Regions from separate parts of the Zea mays genome. Here all the other regions are linked to region 1. The links are chromatin contacts, called in public Hi-C maps. All regions are on one chromosome and are shown on one strand. Each heading gives the region's core, a stretch centred on a gene start, on an enhancer-like site or on the middle of the called end of the contact. The rest is flanking DNA. Distances are from core to core; before and after follow the strand shown.

What was found. A called contact is a pair of places that touch in the nucleus more often than the background predicts.
Region 2: a contact with region 1 is called in a Hi-C map of leaf, with 2.9 times the contacts expected there. The contact joins two enhancer-like sites. A contact is called at or near these places in 2 of 25 Hi-C or Micro-C datasets (endosperm and leaf).
Region 3: a Hi-C map of tassel shows a contact between it and region 1, with 2.5 times the contacts expected there. The contact joins two enhancer-like sites. A contact is called at or near these places in 3 of 25 Hi-C or Micro-C datasets (bundle sheath, endosperm and tassel).

Annotation. Positions count from the first base shown.
Region 1 is chr2:130,659,344-130,662,803 of Zm-B73-REFERENCE-NAM-5.0, reverse strand. No RefSeq gene overlaps it. Among protein-coding and RNA genes, the nearest start is that of LOC103646954, 66 kb to the right of the region's middle. Within about 2 kb of position 1,638, at least 18 of the 20 cell types and tissues checked have an H3K27ac peak or open chromatin away from gene starts, as enhancers often do. A contact at or near this core is called in bundle sheath, endosperm, leaf and 1 more, where this site is marked.
Region 2 is chr2:130,905,545-130,909,004 of Zm-B73-REFERENCE-NAM-5.0, reverse strand. No RefSeq gene overlaps it. Among protein-coding and RNA genes, the nearest start is that of LOC103646955, 58 kb to the right of the region's middle. Within about 2 kb of position 1,899, at least 17 of the 20 cell types and tissues checked have an H3K27ac peak or open chromatin away from gene starts, as enhancers often do. A contact at or near this core is called in leaf, where this site is marked.
Region 3 is chr2:130,793,527-130,796,986 of Zm-B73-REFERENCE-NAM-5.0, reverse strand. No RefSeq gene overlaps it. Among protein-coding and RNA genes, the nearest start is that of LOC103646955, 54 kb to the left of the region's middle. Within about 2 kb of position 1,571, at least 18 of the 20 cell types and tissues checked have an H3K27ac peak or open chromatin away from gene starts, as enhancers often do. A contact at or near this core is called in bundle sheath, endosperm and tassel, where this site is marked.

The DNA of each region.
Region 1 (3,460 bases), core at 389-2,888:
TAATTAAATAATAACATAATTAGAACATGACCATAATAAAACATTAGTTTCCCAAAACCAGGTAGAGCAATAGCAAATCTACCCAATAATTCATCTGTTTGCATGGTGGGGAATAAACAATGCTAGGGAAACCTATTAGGTCCCATCAAATTAACCTGAGCATGTCACAGTGATTTACAACGAACATTATTTGGTAAAAAGGAGTGATCAAGGGAACAACTTGCCTGGGACTTGAGATTCTAGGTACCAGGTTGATCTTCAGATTCTCGTGACCTCACCGCTTTTCGTAGCAATACAAACAAATATGGTACAGGCAAAATTAACATCACACCAAACATAAGAACAAATAGCGTAAGAATATTCTACGCAATGCTACGAGGATGTGGGTTCAAGAATTACTAAAATCGGAGTTACGGTTAAGGAGTTATGAATTTCTGAAGATTTAAATGTTGGGTACAAAATAAATTAAATGCACAATTTTATCCTAGGTTTCATAACAATGTAAAGTTACTAGGTGATAACCAATATTAATATGAGACTAATGCAACTGGAATGGGTGAAAAAGGAGTAAAAATAGAGAAGTTATGAATTTAGAAAGATTTTAGGACTTAATTCCTATTTTAAAAGTCATTTTCTGGTTTATTCTATTAATCCTGAATTTATTTGGACACCGGGCATAAATACCAGAGAGCACAGGGTCCAACTCATAAATTTCAGGACCTTTCTGTTACTGTCTTTGAGTTCTAGTGGATGACGGGTTGATTTAGTCAAACCCGAGGGCTATTTTTGTGAAAAGCGCGTGGTGAAGAGGTATGGGCTTATCTGAGCCGATAGATCTTCATCAGGCGACCAGGGTTTGATCTGATAGTTAAGAACCAGCATGCAAACACGAGCGTCGATCACGACTTCCGTGGACACGATCTAATGACAACGAGAGGCATCCACGACCCTTCGATTAAATCCAACGGACGATACCCCCTGGGCTGATCCGCGCGCACAATCCGATCCGGACGCTGATTTAGGATCCAACGGTTCAGACACCATCACCTACCTCACGTGCACAGGCAGTGGTGTGGGCTGGCAACGACAGCGCCATGGCCGCAGCCAATCTGACCCGAGCAGGGGACCGCCAACTATGTTTCTCAACGAGCTACACGCGGGGAAGACGAAGGCGAGACAGATGGGAGGGCTCTCACCACTTACTGTCGTGCAGGCGACCCCGATCATGATGAGCTGTGGATCCAAGGCGAAGGAAAGCTCCGATGAAAATTGTGCCAGCCTGGTTAGCGGATTCTTCTCGACACGGCCATGGGTGCACCCCAGGGTATGCAGAGAATGTCCCCAGCTACCAATTGAAGGACTGGATGCAGCATACCTGGGATTTGACTGCGGCGGCGACATCCGATTCTCTTTCTCCCAATCTCGCCATGGTCTCATGCTTCGTTCTCGCGGCAAGCTCCCCCTACCAGCACATAAGACGCGGCCCCGGTTATATACCCAGGGTTGGGCATCGGTTGGCAAAGAAACCGGAAGAGTCCGTGCGTTCTGTCGCGAGATCCCCGGCCATGGCGTCCATCATCTATTTGAAGAAGATGACAAGTGGGGCCCACACGTAAGAGGCTGCGGAAGACGCGTGCGTGAGATGGCTGAATTGCGGGCCCGCCCTGGCAGTCACCAAATGCGCCGATCACGGAAATGGGTCACGCGTGGGATTGCCCATTTGGGCCGACTGGGTAGTTTTAGCCCAAGAGCGCTGGTACTTCCCTTTTTCTTTTTCTATTTTATTTTCCATTTTCAGTTTTAATTTACAAGTTTCAAACTAAACTCTAATTTGAGTTTGCAAATTCCAAACTTAATGCATATCATAAATCCAGCATGTTATGCAATTATATAATAAAATATTTTTATTTTATGTTTGTATCCATTTAGGTAAATGGTTCAAATATGCAACAAGTACTCCTTGCCATATATTGCTCAACTAAAAGTTCATTAAAATCATTATTCACTTATCGTAGGAGAAAGTAATTTCTAAGGTATGATTACTATCACAAGGGTGTTTAGGTTAAATTTATCTTTAGAGGATATTAACATATTTTTCAACAAAGGGATCACCAAAGATTCCTTTTATTAAATCTTTATTAAAAACCATATTGGTTTTCAAAGATGTAAGTTCAAGGTTAGAAAATTTCTTTAATGACCTTTTAAATCTAACACCTTTAGAGAGTTTTATAACATTCTCAAAATAAGAATTTGGGGTGTTACATGGGGTCCCCTGGAGGCGTCGCCGTATGGGAATGGAGAGGTCTCGTCCATGGGAGGGACTACGGTTGGAGAAGGGGACCTGCCGGATCATCCTTGCTCCGACGGCCAGGTAGTGTCTTGAAGAGGGAGATCTGTCCGAAGGCGGAGCCTATGTAAAATGTGTGTGGACATGGTCGTTCTTTGGTGAATCCAAGCGTAAACGCTGCCCTCGCCCCCCCTTCGCAAAAGGACGACTATGGGAACTTTTGTATTTGAATAGTCATTTTGTGCTTATTGTGCACCTTGTATTTGAAATAAGTTGTGTCTTGCGTTGTTGACAGAATCTATTAAAATGAACTTGTTATGCTGACTCAGCTGCGCCCTTGGGGACTTGCTTGGATGAAAAATGTGTGTTTCGGACGACTTCACGTCCTTAGATGTTGTAATGCACTTGTACTAATCCAGCTGCACCCTTAGGTGGCTTTTGCTAGGATATAAAAGTGCATTTCTCAGATAACTTCGCACCATTAGGTGTCGTGATGCACTTGTTATGCTAATCCAGCTGCACCCTTAAGTGGCTTTTGCTTGGATAAAAACATGCGTCTCTCGGACAACTTCGCACCCTTAGGTGTTGTGATGCAATTGTTGTGCTTATCCACCTGCACCCTTAGGTGTCTTTTGCTTGGATACAAACATGCGTCTCTCGGACGACTTCACACCATTAGGTGTTGTGATGCACTTGTGCTAATCCAGTCGCACCCTTAGATGACTTTTGCTTGGATAGGACTTGTCATGCACAACGACTGTTTAGACTAGCCATTGCAGTGATTGTTTAGGTGTCGAATGCCAAAGACCGGCTCTGCGGTCTTTTTCGACATTTTGCGGTCATGATGGTGTCTATCTTTTTTGTGGGGGGATTTTCTTGGTGATTTATTACATGGCGCTGCCTCATTAAAATCCTCACCCCTTGTGAGGAAAAGAGTGTGGGCCCAACTGGAATAATGTACCTGTAGGTGTTACAAAGGCGCGAAGGGCTTGGAATTGCTTGGCTTACACAAAAACATTTCTCAGGTTGTCTACATTTCACGAATGCTCGAGGTCTTCGCCGGATTGTGTTGTGAGTCTGTAAGTGTTTGGGGATGTTTTTCTCTTGACGATGAAAGGCCCCTCCCATTTAGGCTCGAGTTTACCTTGGGACTCTGTTCTACTGGTTCAGATG
Region 2 (3,460 bases), core at 650-3,149, 250 kb before region 1:
GACTACATGACTATACATGTGCCAGGAGTACGTCGTCCGAAGGACGCCTGTTGTTCTAGTAAGCTAAAATTGACGTAAATTTACTGGTTGACAAACAAAACTAATACAAGAAACTGTGTCCCATAAATTTTATGGTAACGTAACCACGGTTGAAAATCCATTTCTACGTACTTGCGGCCTTGGAGCTTAGAGCTGCACAAAATATGGAACATTTCCAAATACATCTATATCTAAAATTTTTTGGTAAAGATCAATAAAAATCGTTTGTACAGTAATGAGCTAGATGACAGCATGTATTTCCGTGACAAATGAAATAGCAATTTGCAAGAATTGCTACAGCATGAAATGTAAGCTACTACTAGCACATTTCCGTCGTGGCCCTTATTTAATTATGAAAAACATATATTCCACCCGACTTAGTAGTAAGCAAGATGTAAAGCTCAAAATTAATCATAAATAATGAAAACAAAAGAATTAAGAATATCAATGAAAATGGTTCTAGATTTTTTTTAAACCTTTGGAATTTAGTAGGGCATTTCCTCTTCATAATCAATTGAGAATACTAAATCAGTTAAATGACCAATAAATAGATAAAGAATGGTTGATCTCGTGATGATAATTTTTGGGTGATACATTTTATGAAACACATAAACTTGATCCCCAATTTTAAATAAAAAACATAAGATAGAGAATGAGAAAGGGAATTTTAATGAAACCCTTTATTCCTCCCATAAATAAATAACAAGGAAAATAATAAAATTATAATATTGAAATTAGTAGGATTAATTTTGGCACTTCGAAAATGGAAGTTCAAAATAAGAAGATGAAATTGAGTTGAATGGTTGAAATTTGAAATAAAACAGAAAATAAGAAAAAGAAAAGGAAAAGGATTGGGTTAGATTCACCTGACCTCAGCCCAACTTGGCGCCCTGCGCCAGCCCACTCGCGCTGTGGAGGCGAGCTCGCCTGTCAGGCACGCGGTTGCGCTGCGTCACTGCAGAACGGCCCCATGTGTCAGCTGCTCGGGTTAAGTTCACACCTCGCAGCGCCTCCGATTGACTGGTGGGACCAACTGGCCATACACTTGTTTAGGGCATTCACCGTATACTGACTCGTTGGCCCGGGGGGGCATCTCCTACCTCGACTCCGAGAAAAACACAACCGCCGCCGGATTTCTCTCCGTGAACAACCCCTAGATGTCGCGCCTCGCAATGCGCCAACTAGCCGGTTCCGGGGTGTATATATATCCATCCTTGGCTGACGCTACTCTTCATCCTCGCACACCAAATCAGTGGTCGCCGGACCAGGGGCATAGGCTAGAATCTACGCCGCCACCGCCGCTGTGGAATTTGCAATTCCATCGCTGCTCTCGCCTGTGTGCGTGACTGGTCTCGTCTCCGGGAGCTAGGGGAGGTGTTGGCAAGGAAATCAGCTTGAAAGGATCGCGGTACGCACGTGAATTGCTCGCCGGTATTGGGAATTGCCGCCTGGCCGCCGTGCCCCATGGTCAGCTATGTCGCAGTTCCTTCTCGGTGAGTCGTCGCCTCCTGGAAGTTCCCTCTCCTCTGTTCTGCGCGTAGGTTGATTCCGGTGGGAAAATAGGGCTCCTGGGCTGAGTGCGCTGCTCGCTGGTGGAGCCGCCGCACGGGCTAGGCGGCGGCGCAGCGGTCCGGTAATTGGGGCGGGTGATAGGAGAAGTGTGGGATCCGTTGGATGGCTCATCGATGGATAGGGTTAGTCATAAGGGCAATTAGCGCATGTCCGTTGGATCGGTTTTGGATGGATATGAGCGCGATGGGCTTAAATAAAATCATGGACGTTGATCTGTCAATGCATGTATCCGATGGCATCTCGGTGTGGGTGGTCTAGAACTGTTGGATGGAGATATGACGTACCACAGCACGTACCGATTCGATTCTAATCAGAGTGGTGCGTGTCTGATCCAACGGTTCTGGTTGCTCCTTACGCCTTCACCGTGCCTATTTTGCATATGGGACCCTCAGTTTTTGAAAAACCAACAGGCCATTCCCGGGTATAGAAAGATTAGCGCATTTGGGTCCTAAAATTCATATGTGACCCCCTAGTATTCTGGATAATTGTGGCCGCAACCCAAACTGTGAATAAATGAGATAAGTTAATACAAAAAATAATTTTTAGTGTAAAAATAAATCTAGAAACTTGTTTAATTCATATTAAATCCATTTTAACTCCAAATAGATCCATTCCAGTTGCTATAAATTCATATTAATATTGTTTATCTCCTGATAAATTTATTTTGCTATGAAACTTAAATTAAAAATTATGTACTTAATTTCTTTTGTACCCGACTCCTAAATCTTTAGAAAATCATATCTTTTAAATCATAGCTCCGAATTTAGTGATTCTCGCGCCCATGATCTCGTTACGACGCGTAGATCATTATTATGCAGTTTGTACTTATGTTTGGTGTGATGTTAATTTTGCCTATACCATGTTTGTTTGTATTGCTACGTTTAGCATTGAGGTCACGAGCCACCTGGAGAGCAAGTTGGTACCTGGAATCTCAAGTCCCAGGCAAGTTGTGCTCTTGATCACTTCTTTTTACCCAGTCATGTTCTTATTAATCATAATGATCTACATAGGTTAATTTTGATGGGACCCAATAGGTTACCCTAGTTTGGTTATATTTATACCTTGTTTTAGCACTGAATTTTTGGGTAGTACCTGCTATTACTTTATCTAGTTTTGGGTATGGAGATACACATTATTCGTGATCATACTTCTATTATTAGTTTGTTATTTACTATTCATGATAAGATCATTATGTTAATTGGAACAAGGAGCGACCACCCGGGAAAACAGTGCTACCACAAGGGTGGTATGCGACGCCCTTGGCTGACTAATTAGGAAAGCTAGTGGAGGACTACCTTACCCGAAAGGAGCAAGGGCAGTAGGGGAGTGGTCAGTGTAGGGAGGCCCTTGGGTTGATTTTGCTATGATGGTGGTCAGGTGAGGGGTCCCTACATTGGAGCATCCTAGAAACTGTAACGGGTTTTCTAAATCTAGTGGAACTTTGAAAAGGCCTCATAGTGTTACCCTGCCTCGCTTCCTTGGTAGAGGCGTATGGGAGTCGCGATCCCTAGGTAGATGGGTAACATGACTTATGGGTAAAGATGTGCAACCTCTGCATAGTGTAAAACTGGTATATCAGTCATGCTCACGATCATGAGCATCTCGGACCCTCACATGATTAATTTATGGAACCAAATTCAATTTGTCATATGCATTGCATCGCAGGTGTTGTTATCAGATTTTGATCTACTACTTATTTGGTTTGGACTTACACTTAGCAACTGCTAATAAAATTTTGACCAACTTTAAAAGTAGTGCTCAGCTTTAACCATCCTCTTTGGTAAGCCTTACACTTCACATGAGCTCCCACATTTGGTGAGTTCATAACATTATTCCCTACAACTAGTTG
Region 3 (3,460 bases), core at 322-2,821, 130 kb before region 1:
TCAAGGCCACAACTTGCCTTATACTTGAGATTATATGTACTTAACCAAGTTGGTCTTCGGTTTTCCCGTGACCTCGCTGCTACTCGTAGCAATACATACAAATAGACAAGGAGTACATAAAATAACATTACACCAAACATGAGAACAAACTGCGTAGGAATTCTCTACGTGCTGCTACGAGATTGTAGGTTTGAGAATCACTAAAAACAGAGTTATGGTTATAAAGATATGGTTTTCGGAAGATCTAGGTGGTTTAATAGTAAAAGTATATCCTCTGTTGATCAATATAGAGCATGTGAGAAAAATATTTTAAATAAATAACTAATTCACTTTTAATCTAAGTTATAACATGAGTAGAGATCATATCTTAGTGAGATTATAATTATAGTTGACTTTGACAAGAATGATTAATCAACTAACATAAGTTAAATAAGTATTCAATTATAAAATTATGTGGAAAGATACAAATAATGTTTTTGATGTGTAGACAATTTTATTACGAAGCTAACACAACTGGAACGAGTTAAATCGGAGATAAAACGAATTTGTTATTAATTTTCTAAGCTTTCTATATTTTTTATAAATAACCGTCCTTCTTGACGGCGGGTACCATAATCTAAAAGTCCAGGGTCTACTGTATAAAATTCAGGTCCTAAATTTATTTTCCTTTCTACTAGATCGGATGGAGGGTTTATTATGCAAAACTTTAGGGATTCTTTTAGAAAAGCAGCCCAGCCAATTAGGTGGGATGGACCGAAGCTGACCGATCTAATCTATACGGTATAGATTTAAAATAGCCGAGATCGTCCTGGGGCTGCCCGATCCTGATCTAACAGCACCGGTCTAATCTTTGAACCGGTATGAAGTGCTCTAATCTCAACCATCCATCGCTCGATCGACGATTGCCACCAAATCACCTACCCTGCGACTGCAGAGCACGGCGGCGCCCTCGCCGGAGAGGCATGACACGGTGTTCTAGGGTTCCAAATTCAAATCTGAATGACGCAGAAGAATACTCGAGGTACGACGAACTAGAGGGAGGGGGTCTTACTAGAGAGGGTGGCGCTGTAAGGCCAAGTCACGGCGAGGGGTAGCAGGGCCATGTGTTTCGAACTCCGACGAGGCATTTGGCTCTGCAACGTCATCAATCCTGCCCCGGGAGGTCCCTTCCCCACACGACATGATCCATCATGTCTCCTTTACCTCACCGCGAGGGCCCGATGGCGTCGTATGCAAGAATCGTCCCCAACAGTAGTACTGCTTGCCCGAGCGGTGATGACATTCTCGGTGCACGCGAGATCGATGGAAGCGGGGCAATATGGGCTCATGTTTATAGGCACGGGTGTCGTGCCACCCACGGAGGTGGATTCCGCCGCATATTCGTAGCCGAGTTCGTTGGCCGGCTTCAACAGTACACCTAGGATTAAAGCGACCGAGGGAAAAAGAGAGAAGATGGCACTAGGGAAAGGGATGAGTCTGACTGACGGGTCCCACATGGTGTTGAGAGGTGCTTCATGAACGCAGTAGGCACACGGTTGATAAAATGTTGTGGAGCTGGCCCCACACGGCGTTGAGACGTGTAGAGTGCGGAGTGGATGAAACACCAACGAGCGGGTCCTGCCTGTCATCCTGAGCCAAGGCTTGGGTCACGCGGTGGTTGTGTTTAGTCGTGTTGCGCACCTATGGGCCAGAAGTGGGGGTGTGGCCCAGGTAAGTGTTTCTTTTTCCTTTTCCCTTTTTTGTTTTTTTATTTTCTATGTTCCTTTCTAACTCTATTTTGAACCTCTAATTCAAATCTAGGTTTAGCAATTTAAATGCACCAAATAAAATAAACCAACATGATGCAAGATTTAATTTTATTTATTTGTTTATTCATTGTTTGTATTTTATCCATTAAACCAATGTTTTTCAACATGAAATCTATATACAAAAGATGTTATTATATGAAAACATATTCCTATTATATTATTTTAAATCATTTAGCGAATACTCTTTAACCATTATTTCTAAATAGTTTTATGTGTACGAGAAGTTCTGATTTATTTCCTACTAAGAGATGGTTCCTAGGCACAATAATGAATAGTTTTACTAACTAAACAATTGATAATCTTTCTATGTTTTCTATTTTAACCCAAGTTCAAAGTTTTAACTGCAAGCTTTTGAACTACCAAAGTTTCAACATCACTATTTATTTTATTTATACTTTATAGAGAAATATTATTAAAAGACTGTAGGAAACGGTGATGCCTAAGAGGGGGGTGAATTAGGACTTCTAAAACTTTCTCTAAACTAGGCCACAAATAAATCCCTAGAACAAAACATATGCAAATAAACAATCTAGAATGCACAAACTAGGTTTTGTCTAAGTGTCGCTATCTCTACCGCAAAGCCTAAGTTCCAATCTCAATAATCTAACTAGAAAGACAAGATTGAAACTTAAATACTTAAAATAAATGCGGAAGGTAGAGATGCAAACTCTCGTGGATAACGTCCGAATTTTTACCGAGGTATCCGGAACCACGCAAGGTTCCGACTAACCCTCGTTGGTGCCCCTACGCAATGGGTAGCTCACGCGAGGTCCAAGCACCATGGTCGAGTAACTACGTAGAGAGCCGCGAGCCTTCTCCACACGCAAGTGGTGCTCTGCTTCCGGCTCCTCTCGGACGCTCCCCATCGTCTCCACTATCGAGCTTCTAGCCGAAACGCGGCGGGCCTTGTTTCCTCTGGTACACGGTGGTGGCCGTGACACAAACTCGGTTGTCACGGTCTCGTAAGACTCTCACCTCACTCGGTACAATTACAACGGCTCACGCAAGAGCCGATGGGTTGTGTGGTTTTTCTAAACTCACTCAACTAACTAGGATTCACCTAGAGTAAGCGCTAATGCAGTCTAACTAACCTAAGCACTTCGCAAAGCACCTGCGCTAATCACCGAGTGATTCTATTAAGCACTTGGGTGTTTGAGCACTTGGGAAGGTCTACAATATGCCTTGGTATGTTGCTTGGGCTCCCACACCTTGAAATGCCCGGTTGGGGGTATTTATAGCCTCCCCCCACAATTATAGCCGTTGGACAGAAGCAACAGCTTTCTGTTGACGGGCGCACCGGACATGCATTGTTCACTGTCTGGTGCCCAGGCCACGTCAGCCAACCGTTGGGGTCTACAACAGTCGACTGTTGGATCCGACCGTTGCCAGACTTTCCGGTGCACACCGGACAGTCCAGTGCTGCAGCCCAAGGGTGCATGTCTGTGGGTCCCTCTGTGCAGACAGTCCGGTGCACACCGGACAGGGTACTATTCACTGTTCGGTGCGCCACCAGGGCGTTGGCTGACTGCCCACTTCATAGATTTCTTCGCTATTTCCTTGGGCTTCTTTTGTTCTTGAGTCTTGGACTTCTAATCTCTTTTTATGTCTTCTTTTGAGGTGTTGCATCCTCAGTGCCTTAGTCCAATCCTCTT